Regions from separate parts of the Mus musculus genome. Here regions 1 and 2 are each linked to region 3. A link is a contact called in public HiChIP or PLAC-seq and promoter capture Hi-C data. All regions are on one chromosome and are shown on one strand. Each heading gives the region's core, a stretch centred on a gene start, on an enhancer-like site or on the middle of the called end of the contact. The rest is flanking DNA. Distances are from core to core; before and after follow the strand shown. Region 1 holds the start of Egflam (EGF-like, fibronectin type III and laminin G domains). Region 2 overlaps Gm41264 (a long non-coding RNA gene). Region 3 holds the start of Gdnf (glial cell line derived neurotrophic factor).

Evidence for each region. Promoter capture Hi-C pulls out the DNA fragments that hold promoters and counts their contacts. HiChIP or PLAC-seq counts read pairs in DNA pulled down with a chosen protein or histone mark.
Region 1: a promoter capture Hi-C map of embryonic stem cells shows a contact between it and region 3, with 99 read pairs. The contact joins the promoter of Egflam here to the promoter of Gdnf in region 3. A contact is called at or near these places in 14 of 39 promoter capture datasets (the 3T3-L1 cell line, 3T3-L1-derived adipocytes, cranial neural crest and 4 more), 1 of 15 datasets of contacts at CTCF or cohesin (stem cell-derived epiblast-like cells), 25 of 484 Hi-C or Micro-C datasets (differentiating embryonic stem cells, embryonic stem cells, nephron progenitors and 1 more), 10 of 115 datasets of contacts at active chromatin or transcription factors (embryonic forebrain, embryonic stem cells, neural tube and 1 more) and 1 of 9 other capture datasets (embryonic stem cells).
Region 2: a contact with region 3 is called in an H3K27ac HiChIP or PLAC-seq map of embryonic stem cells, with 3 times the contacts expected there. The contact joins the enhancer-like site here to the promoter of Gdnf in region 3. A contact is called at or near these places in 7 of 39 promoter capture datasets (cranial neural crest, embryonic stem cells, frontonasal cranial neural crest and 3 more), 1 of 15 datasets of contacts at CTCF or cohesin (the NIH/3T3 cell line), 4 of 484 Hi-C or Micro-C datasets (the NIH/3T3 cell line, Sertoli cells, embryonic stem cells and 1 more) and 9 of 115 datasets of contacts at active chromatin or transcription factors (the NIH/3T3 cell line, craniofacial prominence, embryonic hindbrain and 3 more).

Annotation. Positions count from the first base shown.
Region 1 is chr15:7,396,859-7,400,005 of GRCm38.p6, reverse strand. It overlaps Egflam (EGF-like, fibronectin type III and laminin G domains), which reads left to right and starts at 1,616. Exons shown (of 22, transcript NM_178748.6): 1 at 1,616-2,018. The coding sequence starts at 1,922.
Region 2 is chr15:7,529,583-7,532,571 of GRCm38.p6, reverse strand. The region is part of intron 1 of Gm41264 (a long non-coding RNA gene); the gene reads left to right. Among named protein-coding and RNA genes, the nearest start is that of Gm41264, 31 kb to the left of the region's middle. Within about 2 kb of position 1,456, at least 21 of the 459 cell types and tissues checked have an H3K27ac peak or open chromatin away from gene starts, as enhancers often do. A contact at or near this core is called in Sertoli cells and embryonic stem cells, where this site is marked.
Region 3 is chr15:7,813,886-7,816,988 of GRCm38.p6, reverse strand. Gdnf (glial cell line derived neurotrophic factor) reads right to left here and starts at 1,439. Exons shown (of 2, transcript NM_001301357.1): 1 at 1,224-1,439. The coding sequence starts at 1,374.

The DNA of each region.
Region 1 (3,147 bases), core at 367-2,866, 420 kb after region 3:
AGGCACCTGTATGGTAGAATATAGTATCAGGGGTGGGGCTCTAACCAATGACTGGCTCAGCCTCTGACCCAATGCCATGACAGGGAGACATTTTTAAGTGAGAAAGTGAAAAACAATGAGGGACGATTCTGCATTAGGGCACTGGCTTCCTTCAGTACACGCCAAGACCTTCAGTGTCAAAAGTCAGTATTTATAGGAGCTGTCTGATCCAGAACGGGGGTGGCATGCCGTGCCAAGGCAACTCAAAGTAGATTCCTGTGTGTCATGGGGGCAGCAAGGATGACCTTTAGTGGCCTCAGTGATCCTATGGGTCTAATGTAGTGTAACAGAGCATATCTCTGCAGAGTCACCTTGCCTGGTTTCCCTACGTGTTTTCACCTCATAAATGTAGTGCCGTCTGGACGTTCCTGCACTAGTTTGGTTTAAGAAACTCCAGTGGCCCTGGACTCAGACTTCAGCTACTCAAGTTGTAGAGGACTTTGAATTTATTTATGGAACAATTACACACCTGAAAATACCAACGTGTAAGGAACTATATTCCAACCTTGCTAACAGGACTAGGTTCATGGGTGGGGGTGGGGGTAGGGGAAAGATCCAGGGTAGAAATCACAGGACAACACTCAGCTCTCCTAATGGAAGATTAACAAGGGGCCAGGAAGCTGCTCTGCCAGGTGGGGCGTGGCGATCACCCTCAGACGTTTGCCAGTGACCACAGTTTCTATCTGCGGGGCACTTCCTAGGGCCTTTGATCTTTTCCAGGATTCTGGCGAGGGCTCGTTTTCCTTTTAGATTATTTATTGTATCTGTTTTCACGAAGGCTTGGGGTCAGAAAGCCAGTTTGCTCGGGAGCTCACACCCTTTGGGGCAGTACTGTAAACTCCAGCCAGCTGCACAGATCTCTTGGGAAGGGAGGGGGTCTTTCCTCAGCTAGGGAGCTAAATGCTGGCTCCCGCATTGCCCCTACTCCCCAGTCCCGGCCTGGCCGCAAGCGCTCCCTTTATAGAGGACCTTCTCAGCCCCAAAGAAGTTAGACTTTGCCACAATAACCTGGACTTTTTTCTCTTTTTCGGGGGAGGGGGGGTGTCTAAAGTTGCCACCCACCACCAGAAGGGGACCTGGCCCCCAGGCACCAGTCCCTAATCTTCATTTGGCCTTTGCCTCTGAGTGGCCTAGCCTCAGCTCTCCATCTGTGCGCCTTAAATCCCATTTATCTTCTTAGCACCCAAGACTTGGCCAGCCCCGCCCTCCTCCTCCCTGCTTGAAAATTACAGCCCCTCCCTTGCGCTTCTTCCAAGAGTGCTCTACAGAGTAGAGAAACCTTTGAGGTATTAGGAAAAGTGGTTTAAACTGGGAGCAAGCCACCTAGAGGGGTATGGGGGAAGAAAGGTCCAGCCAGCGAAACCGAAGCACCAAACCAAAAGTTAAGGGTTAGGATCCAGCCGAGGACCCTGGGCCCGCAGTCTGAGTCAAGGAACACCGGGCGAGTGTCGAAGTCGGTCCCACCCCGGCCCCCAATCTAGGTCACCCGCGGGGAAGGGCTGAGCTGGGGGCTGTCGGCGCCGGAGGTGGGCGCGGAGTGAATTGATTCAGACCCTGCCCCTCGTTCTTCCACTAGATTGTAATTCCATCTCCTGCGGGTCGAGCCGCCCTCCCTCCGGCGGCCAGTGCGTCCCTCCCCTCGGCTCTCAGCGTCCACTCCCCAGCCCCGAAAAGCCTTGCCGCTGCGAGCCCGCTCCGCTCAAGCACGCCAGCTTCCCAACTGCTGCCTTGCCTCCTCGGACTCCCGAGTGGCTCCTGGTTCAGCTCCCTGGGTCTCCCACCTTCTCATCCTCGCGTCACTGGCGTTCCCCGCGTCCCCCAGGAGACGCCCTTTCCCTGCGCGCCCGGGACTTGGGGAAACTTTGCAGACGCCGTTGGTGAGATGGATTTAATCTCAACCTTCTCGCTCCATTTCTTGCTCCTGGCCTGCAGCCTCCCACCCGGCGCTGTGTCACTCCGAACGGCTCTGCGAAAATCAGGTAAAGCACTCAGTGCGCCCGGAGCCGGGGTGCCCGGAGCACCCCGGTCCCGGCCTTTGGTGGGGTTCGCAGAGCAGGCAGCCGCTCTCTGCTCACCAGCGTGGGCTCAGCCTGCCTAGCCTCTGCGCAGAGCTCAGCCGAGGCACGAGCCTCGCCCTCCCCCAGCCCAGGCAGTCCCAAGGATATTGTTTGTTAAAAGAAACGATTTGTTTTCCAGAGCTAGGAGGTGGTGGGTTCTGTGTGGAACCACGGACTGCGAAAAGTTGGGGGTTGGGGGGGTGGGCGGGCAGCTATAGCTCTGTCTCGGTTACACAGGACTGAGAGAGCGCAGAGGACTTTCAACAGCTCCTCCTGCTTCTTTGAACATCTTATTGGACTCATACTGCCTAGAGCCCAGCCATTTCCTGTTGAGTGTCTGAAGGTTTGCTGGGAGCCCCCTTTCCTGGCTCTGGTCCTGTCTAAGCACTGGGTACGGACCTGCACTTTCTCTGTTGTTGGGATTCTCTTGCAGCCCCGGGCTGTTTGTGCAGAAAGCAGCCCACAGTGGGTTAACCTGATCTCTTTTAGAACTCCTGTCTTAGCACTGCTGTCCAAACAAAGATATATATGCACTGTAGGCTAGCTAGTACAAAGGATCAGAGAGAAGGCAACACCACAAAAACTCACATTTCTTCTAGGTAAAAAGTATGTTTTTATCAACATTGATTTGGCTGTGTCATGAGGGAAAGTGGAACAGTTTAAATAATAAAGTTCCTAGCGTTGCTTCTGGGTAACGATTTTTATTCTTTGTTGGCCCGGACCATATTTAGAATTGTGAAAAAAAAATCTGCTTTTTCTTAGCTTACTTTACAAGTGGGGTTGTCTTATGGGATTAATTATGTCTTCTGAACAATGGAAAACAATCTAATTATTTTAATTCAGCCTGCAAAACTCACAGAAAGTGGAGTCTGCCCTCCCAAATGTTTCTACAAGAAAGTGGAGTCTGCCCTCCCAAATGTTTCTACAAGAAGGAAGCAAACCAGGAAAATTTATCAGAGTGCAAAGAAAATAATCTTGGCAGGTTCCCATCTGCATGTTCAAATATGTCTTACTGCTCCAGGATCAGTCTGGAGTTTGGGGCGGTTGCCTT
Region 2 (2,989 bases), core at 207-2,706, 280 kb after region 3:
GAGGAAAAACACAAAATCTGGCTCTTGACACTTTACTCTTTCAAGGTTTCTTCCTTCCTTCCTTCCTTCCTTCCTTCCTTCCTTCCTTCCTTCCTTTCTCTCTCTCTCTCTCTCTCTCTCTCTCTCTCTCTTTCTTTCTTTCTTCCTTTCTTTTTATCGTATGGGAATTTCTCTTTTGCTGCATATATGTCTGTTTGAGGATGTCAGATTGTAAGCTGTCATGTGGGGACTGGGAATTGAACCCAGGTCCTCTGGAAGAGCGTCAGTGTTCTTAACCACTGAGCCATCTCTCCAGCTACTTCTTTTAAGGTTTTATGATAAGTTTTACAACTAGAACTGTCATTTTGAATGCAAACACACAGTGCAAACTTTGCTCTTTCTCTGTAGCATTCTGCTGTAATTTTTTAGCAGGGAGAGGTGCGTGGAGCGGCCACCTAGCAAATAGCTCCCAAAACCTATAAGAGCACCATTATTTTTCCATTGCTTTCTAGAAATTCCTTAAGCACGTTTTCCCTCTGCTGAATTCAGGACTGGGGGCATTTCTTTTGCTTGGGGGCTTCTTGCTAATGACACATTTTATATTTATCTTTCCTCAGTGTTTCAGCACTTATAAGCAGGATTTGCTTTGGTCAGATGAGCTTGTGTATGTAAGTAGCTACCTACCCTTTGAGAGGTGTAGAAAAAAGGAACTTTCTAAAAACAAAGTGGGAAACATCTCTTTACGTGTACGCTACTTTCCTTTCACCTGGAGACCACCAAGATCGTGCGGCTGGCAAAGGGCTGCTCTGTTTTCTGTTTGGATTGGATATTTTTATATTTAATATTTGTCTTCCGAGTCAAAAGTGGTTATCTCTCCAAAGAAAAATTTGATGGCTTGAGAGCTGGGTGTTTGTGCTTTCCCCTTGGAAATGTTAACACTGAAGCAGCCTTCAGTGTGCTTCAAAGTTAGTAACCCCCCAAGATGAATTAGTGACCTGACCTCGCCCCACCCCCATACTAGCTGTTACCTCCCTCCGGGGTGGCAGGCTCCAAGCCCCTGCGGGCTGAAATGGGTGATTCTGGAGGAGCCTTGGTCAAGCTGGGTGGTATGAATGGCTGGCTAGGACAATGGTGGCTTTTCAAGCAGAGTCAGTTATCTGAAGAATGCAGCAGCCTGTCCTTGAGAGGAACCTGCATCTGTTGATGTGTTTATGTGGTTTCTGCAAGTGCAAGGGGCAGAGGGCCAAGGCTGAGTGTGGGGAGCGATATGTGAATTGCCTAGAAATTTACAAGTCAGTTGGAACCTGATTTATTGAGACTTTATGAAAAGTTAAAAAAAAAATACGAAGGAAAAAGTCGCCTATCCAGTTTCCTGACACACTAGGTTAAAGATTGATGAAAACAGCCTTTTCCATTGCATACACTGACCTTGATTAACAAAGACCCTGGTGCTCTCACAGTGTGCATTTCCTGGTATTTAAAACATCTTGCAAAACTCTCTCCTCTTTGTTGTCAGAGCTTTCTGAAACCCCAAGAATAAACACCTTGTCCTGATGTTGGTGGCTTGTATGGTCAATTCTAGTGACAGTATCAAATGGTGTCCATGAAGCTGCTCTCTCTATCCTCCAGCATGGGAGGTAGTCCTGTCATTCCACCCCACCTTGCCAGTGTGAGGAGAGTGTGCTGGGGTTGTGTGCACATCTACCCTAGCTGCCTGAGATGACATTCATATCAGATGATCCACTACTTACAGGCAATGGCAGTGGTATCTCTCTACGCATATGATAACTCTTGCCTGCAATTCTGGGACAGAACAACTTGGTGTGTCCTTTACCTTAGCTACCAGCAGGAGCAAGTTGTAGGTCCTCCCACATGACATCTCTAGGGTGTGTGCATTCATTTGTTCATACATGTGTGTGTATATATCTGTGTATGCCCGTGTAGCACTAGGCTCAAATATCAATTCGCCCTTTGAATCTCAGTAGCTAGGCAGGTGGCTCACACTGTAAACCAAATGTTACTGGTGGCATTTGGGCATTAGCAGGCACCTCTAGAGGGGATCAGATCTCTTCTGTCCCGGAGCAAGAGTTCAAGAAAGTCAGGTGGACAACAGCAGAAGCAGAGGCTGTCTATTAAGAAAAACACTTCCAAGGGTTAGGCTAGACAGGTGGGGTTACCCCACCAGGTAGTCACTAATAAGGGATGGGGGCTTTTATATTACATTTCATGGGTGATCTGGGTTATTTGTATGGGGAAGCCTTCTCAAATGTGTTCTGTTGCATGCAGTTCTAGATTCAACTCTACTTACGTCTCCTCAGTACCAAATGCTCCACCTAAACAGGTCTTTTTTTCATACTATAATGTGTCACAGGTCACCTTGAGTGCCTTTGAGCTTGTGCCAGTGGCTTCTACAGGTGGCTTGGGTGGGAATTTCCAGGCTTCCTCTTTGCCAACAGGTTTGGGCTTTTATAGTTTGGGTTTGTTTTCTGACAATTTTTCAGATTTTGCGTGTAGCCATCCAGTCCTCACTTTCTGTCCTATTTATTACTCTACTGTTACAATTGTCTCACCAGTACTCAGGAGACCGAGATGGAAGGATTTTAGTAAGTTCAAGGCCAGCCTGGTATACAAAGGGATTCCCAGCCAACCAACATTATAGTAAGATCCTGTTTCAAAAGTGACAAACCGAATGAATACATCCACTTCCTTAAATGGCTGTTTGAAGCTTCAGGAGGCTTTTTTAAAATTTGGAATTTAAAAGACAGTCTCTTTGTTGTCCCAATTCAGTCTGGTTCTTCTAACTTGGCATCAGAGTCTCCTCCCCTCCCTAGATGGCCTCACAATCCAGGAACACATCACTATTGTCTGACAGGCAAATATCCCAGCCACCTCATGATGTGTGGTATTCTTCCCGGGCGGACCCAGCTTTCTTCATCTAAAACCACTTCAGGGTTCTACAGACCCTTCCTCTGAATCATGGGCACCATCGCCCACATCAGGAACACATCAG
Region 3 (3,103 bases), core at 190-2,689:
GTTTGCCCTTTTGCAATGGTTAAATGAAGACAACAACAGAGGGCATTTAGAATTTCAATCAGAGAAATATTTGTACGCCCTAAGCTTGGGATTGAAGTGAGGCTCTTTAAAGATGAGTTTAATTGACAGGTCTGGGTCTGAATTTCAAGGGACCAACTACGTTCCTTTTAAACCACAAATCACTCCCAAAATCCTTATAAAATTCTATCCCCCCCGCCCCTTTTTGACCCTTATACAAGAAGCCATTTTTGTTGTTGAAATGAAACACTTGCCACATTCTGCCTGTTTTCTTGTCCAGGGCCAAGGGTTTCTGTACGTCCTGGGCTGACTCAAGCTTTCCCTGGTGGTCATAACCACAGGGCACTTCAAATGCAAACCTTCAAAGCCACTCGTTCTAAGGGGTGAGGTGGGTGGCCGCTGAGTATTTTGAGATTGTATCAACTTTTCTGTTGCCACCTTTTAACCTAGATACTTTCATTTTCTCTGTAACTCCTTTCCTGTCTATCTGACTTTACCCGTATGGACTTCTGAGGACTGGAGGATAGGTTGTAATTGCTCGCTTCTAGAAGGCATTAGCTTTGGAGCAGTAAATCACAGACTTGTTTTAAGAGTACCCTGCGTTTGTTGTGGTTGTTGTTTTTGAGTTAGCACTGTGCATTCTGAACGTTTCTCCCTTTCAGTCCACTTTGCACTAGTCACCCTGGACTCTTCCTATAGCAGAACTCTTCTGAACAGAATTGACACTAGGCAGATGCTAGCTCTGGAAATGGAGGTCCTTCTGTGTTTTCTCTCTGGCTGGCCTTTCTCACAAAACTCCTTGCAAGTGCAGTTCAGGATGAAAATGCAAGAGGGTTTTAGCAAGGCACAGTAAAATAGCCTTAAAAGAAAGATCCTGCTGTGTATTCTTAGAGGGGCAGGGAAGTAAGGGGTTGGGGGCAATGTGTGTGTGCCCTGGTTGTGGTTGTGATGGTGGCGATAGTGGGATATTTGTTGATGAGAATGATAAAGGGACACTATTCCACATCCTCTGTATTTGCAAGGCGCCTGGAAACCCTTGGGCAGCGGCATGCAGCTGAGTACCCTTAAGGGCCTCCCAGCCCTTCCCACTTAGTGGAGAGGCGCACAACCTTCCCGGCTGGCCCGGGTGACTGCGTGCGTGCATGCTGCGGTAGGGTGCCCTGGGGTCCGCCGGATGATGCCCCCGGGGAGGGAACGGTTCTTACAGTCACTGGTCAGCGCGAAGGGCACGCGGCGGTGGCCGAGGGAGTGGTCTTCAGCGGGCGCTTCGAGAAGCCTCTTACCGGCGGGCAGCGGGAAGGCAGACGCGGTGTGGAGCAACACCAGGCAGACAGCCACGACATCCCATAACTTCATCTTAGAGTCCCGTCCGGCGGCGGCACCTGCGCGGGCGGGCAGCGGGGAAGAGAACCGCACCAGGCAAGTTAGGCTCAGACGCCCAGGACCCTGGTGCTGACTGCAGGGCAGCCTCTTCACCACTTCCCTGCCCCCCCCCCCAACCTGCTCCCAACTCACAGCCTCTCCGCCCGCACTGCTTTTGATCGGTGCTTCCCTAAGCACCCCGCCCTTGTTCTGGTTTACTGCCCGCCCATCTTCCTTCATCCCTGGTACACCCCAGGTGCAGCTCGCATTCCCAACGGGTGCACTGCTGACCACTCTTCGGTCCTCCAGCCTCCAACTTCCAGAGGTCAGATTATGGACATAAATTTATACCACAACTCCGGGCCCGTTGCTTCTACTGGCTCGCGCGACATCCCATATTCCCGGGGGGCGGGGGCGCACGGGGTAGCCCCCATCTGGCTACCTTTGCCCGGCCCTCGACAGACAGAGACCACCCTTCCCCTCCCCAGCAACTCCCATATGTGAGCTCTGGAAGCCATCCTTTCGCTGATGCAAACAACAGGCTTTTTACCTCTGGGACTAAAATCAAGCTCACCTATCTGTCCCAGGCTGGACCTTTCTTCTAACTAGGCAGGGTGTAGGCTCAGGCTTGGTGGAAACACTTGCCCTCCCTCTGTCTACCTTTTAAACATCCTGGCTAAGTGAAAGAAAAAAATGTCACCAGAACAAGTTCATGTGACTTTGCAGACTCTGGCCTGCATAAAAGTGCCAAGTTAAGTCACTTAACTTCGGAAGCATCGGTTTGGCTTAAAATACCAGTTCCACTTCTTAGGATCATTAACTCACGAACAAGTCCAGAAAGTGCCCAATAAATGTTTTACCACTGTTAGTAGGCGGCGACTGGATCTATCTTGACATTTAAAGCCCTCCGTGGTATACCCGAACACGCCCTTGATTTTAGTTTTGCAGCTTTGTGAAGTTTTGGTCCTAATTCTGTCCCTCTCAGCAGAGATGCTATCTTTCGGTTCCCCTAGCTACTCCAGGACCCAGGACCGTAGTAAGAGTCCTGAACACCGAGTCCTTTGGACTCTTAAGACCTCACATCTCTAGAAAGGAAGAAGGCCTTGCAGTCTGGGGTGAGCTTGCTAATAAAGAAGGCTATGTTCACTTGGCGAAAAGTCCCATCCAAAGAGACGGGGGAAGAGAGATTGAATCACTTCGGGTATGGTGGTACTCTGTCACTCACAAGTCCCGTTGTTCCAGCATGGGGAATTGGCTGGGGAGCATTCTCAAATCAGGTAAATCATGCATTTTGAGAAAACAGTCTTGACATTTTTAATGGGGGAGGGCAAATCAGTTTTCAGGTACACACACACACACACACACACACACACACACACACACCTCCCTGCACCTTTCCTATTAGTCTCCAGGCTTTTGCTTCTCTCTCCTTTCCGGGGTACATCCCTCCCGCCCCTCACAATCTCCACCCAGAATTCCAGTCTAGGTCCCTAGATAAGGCCACTAGGAAAGCATTTAATTCGGCTGCCACCTCCCACTGCTGCGGAGACGAATTCATTTTCCATCCCTTGGGCGTCTGTTTTCTCCGCAGCTGTTGGGTTCGGAGATTGGGAAGCGACGGAACCACACAGCTCCGGGGTTCCGGCTGCGCGGGCTGGCTCGAACACCCCAGAGGAGGGGGAAAAAAAAAGACTCCCCTGGCTCCCGCCCCTCACGCAGCAGT